Linked DNA regions of Mus musculus: region 1 is linked to region 2. A link is a contact called in public Hi-C data. All regions are on one chromosome and are shown on one strand. Each heading gives the region's core, a stretch centred on a gene start, on an enhancer-like site or on the middle of the called end of the contact. The rest is flanking DNA. Distances are from core to core; before and after follow the strand shown. Region 1 has its middle 15 kb from the start of Gm35332. Region 2 overlaps Gm35242 (a long non-coding RNA gene).

Region 1 (2,700 bases), core at 12-2,511, 67 kb before region 2:
AAAACAACAAACAAACAAACAACAACCTGAAGATCTGTTTCCCCAAGAAAAAGAGGTCCCTTAAACAAAAAGGCAATCCAGATAATATTTATTTAGTCAACATTACAAAGACATAGACAAAGCCAGTAGTGCTTGAAGTTGTGTGTGTGTGTGTGTGTGTGTGTGTGTGTGTGTGTGTGTCTGCGTGTGCGTGTGCATGAGTGTTCGCGTGGGTGTTCACAGCTTCTCCAGAGTGCAGATGGTTGTATAAATAATCACTCTAATGAGTTCCTTTGTGTGTATGCACACACATACACACATATATACACATGTACATATTGGTTCTGTTCCTCTAGAGGAGTCTGCCTAATCCATTGAGGATGGCTTGGTCCATTTCCAGAAATCTTCTCTTTTGGCTGCTGGCTCCATGTCAAAGCCTGGAGCTCCTGGCTGTACCCTCCAGGGCGGTTGCTTAGTCCCTCAAATATCAGCTTTGTGGTTTGTGAAGGAGATGGAAGACTCACTTTTATACTGTCTTTAACATTAAAGGAGACAGCACCTGAGGAGCTGTGGATAGCTCCAAACTCCTTTTGTGATATGTAGCAACACCTGAATTCAGTTATTGCTTTAACTGCTGTGTGTTGACCAGCCACCATACATGGGATGCTATACATACTCAGGAATGTAGCAGCAAGAAAATAGGACATGAGATTAGCCTCCCAACCCTCTGTTCTGGGGACACGAGGCACAGAGCAAAGACAACACATTCTGTGAATGGCATGTTCAATTGTAAAGGTTTTTCAAAGGCTAAACCCTTAGAACTGGCTCTTGATTTAAACTCAGGATGGGAAGATGGCAGAACCTTCCCTAACACTTTGTAACTATGTGGGCTTTGTGGGGGTTGAGTGGGCTCTCTGTGTGTGTGTGTTGGTATGGGTGGGTGCACACAGAAGCGGAGACTGGTGTCTGTCAGTATGTATTTTTTATTGCTTCTTCAGTTTGAGACCAGGTCTCTCACTGAAGTCTTGTGCTTGCTACCTTATATAGAAAGGTTGGCCAGAAAGCCTAGGGGGACCCTCCTGTCTCCATGCCCCAGCAATGGGAATGCAGACATGTGCCATCCCACCCTGCCTGGCATCATGATGCAGGTGCTGAGAATCTGAACTTATGTCCCCATGCCTGTGCAGTGAGCCTGTCACCTTCTGAACCATCTCTCAGCTCTGTGTGGACTCCTCTCCTGAAAAGCCACCATATCCACCCTTACAAGGAAGAGTCAGGGGTTTTCATCATGCTGAAAAAGGTTTTGGCATGCACCCAACTTGCGGTTAGATTTAGTTCATGAAGTCTGGCTGTACATTTGAACATTTAGAAGCACAGTTCAACCACTTGATTTTTAGATTCGGAACAAATTGGAGGTCTTTATTCTCATACCTTCTCATGCTCCTGGGGCAATAAATAGACTTGGGTGTGGAAGGAAAACCCAGTCCCGCACACTTAACAAAAGTGGACCCCACAGCCAAGTACCGGCATGACTCACTGCCGTCCTGTAAGAACCAGAGGCCATTGCTCCCCTCCTGTCTGAAGTTGGTGGAGGTGGGTGTGGGGCTCAGACTGTTTTAGGACTTCAGGATAATTTAATAAATGAGTCACTTTCCACACACAGAAAGAGCCCAAGTATGCAGCTCTTCGGGAGGCTTTGGATGTATCCCATCTGTTCTTTGGGACTTTGAACCCACAGCTCTCTTCTGGCCTTAGTGATTCTAAGGGAACCTTCTGTGAAAAATGACTTAGCAACTCCAGCTCAAACACACAACATGTATACATTACTCATTGGTGGCCACATCAGGCCTGGCTTGATGGGTTTATAAAAAGTCATGACTGTGTAACAGTGGATACCTTGGAAACAAACAAAAAGCAAGAGCGAGAGGTTCATTAGAAAAACAGACTAAATAGAACAGATAAATTGTTTCTTGTACATACGGCTCTGGGAGGCCAAGCACTTGACCTTGAGGGCTAACTCAGAGGCACAGTTTAACGGTTGCTTCGGACAGTGTATGCCCCAGCGGGCCTCCACTGGGTCAGGTCTGTTTCAGGTGAGCATCCAGAGCAGCATTTCTAGGACTGGCTCATCTCTAAATGCCAGCGGACATGTCTAAGACTTATGTTTTCCTAGATGGAACCTCCTAGGGAGTAAGAGCACCTCTATTCCACATGGGTTTTCATAGAATATTTTATTAGTCCTTTGAGAGTTTCAAATATGTATACAATATATTTTGATAACCACACCCCTACTCCTCCTCTTAACCCCTTTCATGTCTACCCCACACACCACACCACCGACTTTAGGTCCTATTTTTTCCCAATAATTTACTTAGTCTAAATTGTGCTGCCAATATACTTCTGGGTATGGGGCAACCCACGGAAGCATGGTAATGCTAACAGGGACTGCATCCTTAATCCTTAAAGAAAATGGATTCTCCCTTCCTCAGCAGCTGTTAAATCCCAATAGTTCCTCAGGCATGGGCGGGGGGCCTTTAGTGCCCTCTTCTCCACTTCAGAATGGTGACTGGATTGATCTTGTGTAGTTCTTATACAGGCTTCCACAGCTGATGTAAATTCATGCATGTGATGGTCTGGTCACACTCAGATGATAATTTGAAGGAAACCAAGAGAGTTTTTGACTATTATCTGTAATTCTTCTGTTTATGTTCTTCTTTGTTC
Region 2 (2,722 bases), core at 140-2,639:
GGTGACCTCCCCAGACCTCCTTCTACAAGGAACATCAAGAAGTCCGCCCTTGTGAAGGGTCTGATGACCCCACCTCCAAGCTTTCCTTCTGTGGGAGCATGCCAATAGGCCTGAGCTTATGGATGCTCTCGTGCCAATATTCATAGGCATTTTGGCTAAAACTGTGATTTCTGTCATGCCCAAAGGATAGCATTCCACACAGGATACAACACCTGAGTGATTGATAATGGAATAATCAAAAAGCGCTAAGCTCAGAGGAATTGCGGTCTTTATTGATAAGTCGTTTAATTATAAGTGTGCCTGGTTACATTTCAACAATGACCGTGTTTGACAGCTGTCTCTCTAAATGATAGAAGGAATCTGTCTGGCCTGCCGCAGTGCACGCCATTTCTCTCTGCAATCAGGACAAACTGTCTTCCCTTGTGTTCGAAGCCACGCAGAACCCAGAGGTGCTGAGGCAATGTTGTCCCAGGAAGGAGCTCTCAGAGAGAAACAACAGGAAGAAGTCAGAGCTCTAGAGACAGTGTTCACCTGGTACAGTGGCAGTCAGTGTTGCTACAGGGAAGAGTTAGCCAAGGAGGGCTGGAGGAAGGAGAGAGTGGCAGGGATTACATAGGACCTGTGACTCGGAGGCCCCTGGTCCTGGGTCCTGACCCTGTTGCTTACTAGGTGACCCATGCAGACAGATCTCTTCTTTCCTGGGTCTGTTTTCTCTGCGTCAGTGTGGTCAAGGAGACTGCTCATTTCTTAGGACTTTAACAGGATGGGTGATGACAGTGTGGGACTGTGCCAAAAGCAGGTATCACAGTGGCCCAGGAGGCAGTGACAATGCCTCCCCTCTTAGAAGAGCACAGAATCCCAGTAGTTGTGAGAAACCTGATTTGGATTGTAGGGACCTTGGGCTGCACTGCCCCGTGCTGGGGGGTACTCAGCCCCTCATTCTGGGGTGCTGTGCCTACTTCTCTGTGGCCACCACGGTAGAAAGATGCAGGCTGTATGAAAGCTAGGGTCTCTTTAAGTCTGGACTAGGAGAGTAGGATCAGGAATGCAATGGGCAGTGTTCAGGAGCAGAGAGTCTTCTTAGAGAGTTTGAAAATGGACTTCTACATTGAAGGCCCTCACCTTTGCTTTCTCCTGAGAGATGGGTCAAGTGGTGCCTTCTGGGACTGTGCTGTGCCCTGAAAGGATTAATCTATTCTCTGGTTTGCCCAGGACATCAAGGCTGGACTCATCAGTTCCAGAAGTGTGCTGGGGGTGATGCCACAAGGTTGTCATTTCACTGAGAGCAAACATATCACTCACCCTGGTCCTAAGAAAACAGGGGACTGAAGAAATTGAACTGCCAGTAGAGAATTGTCCCCTAGATGGACATGTGGAAAACAGCTCTGGAGAGCCTAGCTTGTGACTCACAGGCAGTATCCCCCTGCCCCCCACTGCAGCTGTGGGCAGCGTGGCCACCTTCTGATTCACGTTTTCCAAGGTTACCCAGAAAAATGGAAACCATCTGGATACACCAGCTCCCACCCAGATGGATGCCCGCACAGTTCTCAGACTGGCATAGAAGCTTCCATAGTCCCTGCTTGCCCAGAGCAGCTTCCTCAGCTCTAAGGTCTGTCTAGCTCCATCATCATTGAACTCCAGGCCCGCTGATCCAGAAGGCTTCCACACAGGGCACCAAATGGACATGGAGGTGCCTGCCTGTAGCGAGGGTCCTTTTAAGGTCCCTTACTTGCTGTTCTTCTGGGTAACTCCAGGACGTCATGTGGTGCTCCTTCCATGAGCCATTTCTCATCTGACTTGGGTGCTGACACAAGGCTTCCTCTCTAATTTGGGGTTCTGAATATAAGGCAAAGAAAGGAGGGGTGTCCAGAAGGGAAGGCCATCCTGGGAGAGCCCTCAGAGGTTCCCAGCATCTGCTGTCTTGGGAATATCGCTCCAGCTGTGTGCAGCTGGCATCTCACAGTCCGATTACATGTGTGTGTTTGTGTGCGTGCGCGCACATGTGCGCAGATTTATGAAGAATTTTCCCATATGATAAGCCCCACTTGCATTTTAGATCTAAGAGCACCCAGTACAATCTAGAGCCTGGTAAAGGTTGCTCTCCTTGCCAGCTGCAGGGCCAGACTGCCTGGCCCTATTCCTACTCCCACATTGGCTGCCTGGCCCAGTTTCCTGGGGACAGTAATGGTTCATCTAGAGACTGCTGGAAGCCTGGAGGAGACACACCAGCTCCCTGAGGCCCTGGGGAGCACTCAGACAGACTTGGGGTGGGAGAAGGACAGAGAAAGTAGCCATTATAAAGTCACTACTGTGGGGTCCTGGAGTGTTGCCTGTCCTCTCTGGCTTGGGGTAGTAGTTTAAGTGTCCCTTTCAACAGCCACCCAGTTCCATTGGCCTTGAATGAGTCACCCCTTTAAGGCCAGCATGTGAAGCTAACATGGCTGTAAGAATCCTCCTGTTCTCTTGTTCTTGCAGACAGGCTGTGTTTCCATCAGCTACCCATCCTTGCTGTGGGCTTCACCTCTCTCCCAAAACCTTTTCCACCCCATTGCTCCAAAAGCCTAGGAAGGTTTGGACTCTGATTGTGGGCACATGGAGATGCTGGTCTGAGTGAGGTCCTGTTTCTAGAGACGGCAGAGATCTGTGTGGTGGACGGTGGCAGATCTGGTGCAGAAGCAAGGGTGAGAGGCCCTTTGCCTGGGTCATCTGCATGTTAGCAGAG

The links. A called contact is a pair of places that touch in the nucleus more often than the background predicts.
Region 1: a contact with region 2 is called in a Hi-C map of the C2C12 cell line, with 3 times the contacts expected there. The contact joins two enhancer-like sites. A contact is called at or near these places in 11 of 484 Hi-C or Micro-C datasets (the C2C12 cell line, cumulus cells, embryonic fibroblasts and 6 more) and 4 of 115 datasets of contacts at active chromatin or transcription factors (embryonic fibroblasts, fibro-adipogenic progenitors, heart atrium and 1 more).

The regions. Positions count from the first base shown.
Region 1 is chr1:90,717,947-90,720,646 of GRCm38.p6, reverse strand. No RefSeq gene overlaps it. Among named protein-coding and RNA genes, the nearest start is that of Gm35332, 15 kb to the right of the region's middle. Within about 2 kb of position 1,261, at least 44 of the 459 cell types and tissues checked have an H3K27ac peak or open chromatin away from gene starts, as enhancers often do. A contact at or near this core is called in the C2C12 cell line and embryonic fibroblasts, where this site is marked.
Region 2 is chr1:90,651,483-90,654,204 of GRCm38.p6, reverse strand. Gm35242 (a long non-coding RNA gene) reads right to left here. Exons shown (of 3, transcript XR_387261.3): 3 at 264-1,836. Among named protein-coding and RNA genes, the nearest start is that of Gm35242, 3.8 kb to the right of the region's middle. Within about 2 kb of position 1,389, at least 19 of the 459 cell types and tissues checked have an H3K27ac peak or open chromatin away from gene starts, as enhancers often do. A contact at or near this core is called in the C2C12 cell line and embryonic fibroblasts, where this site is marked.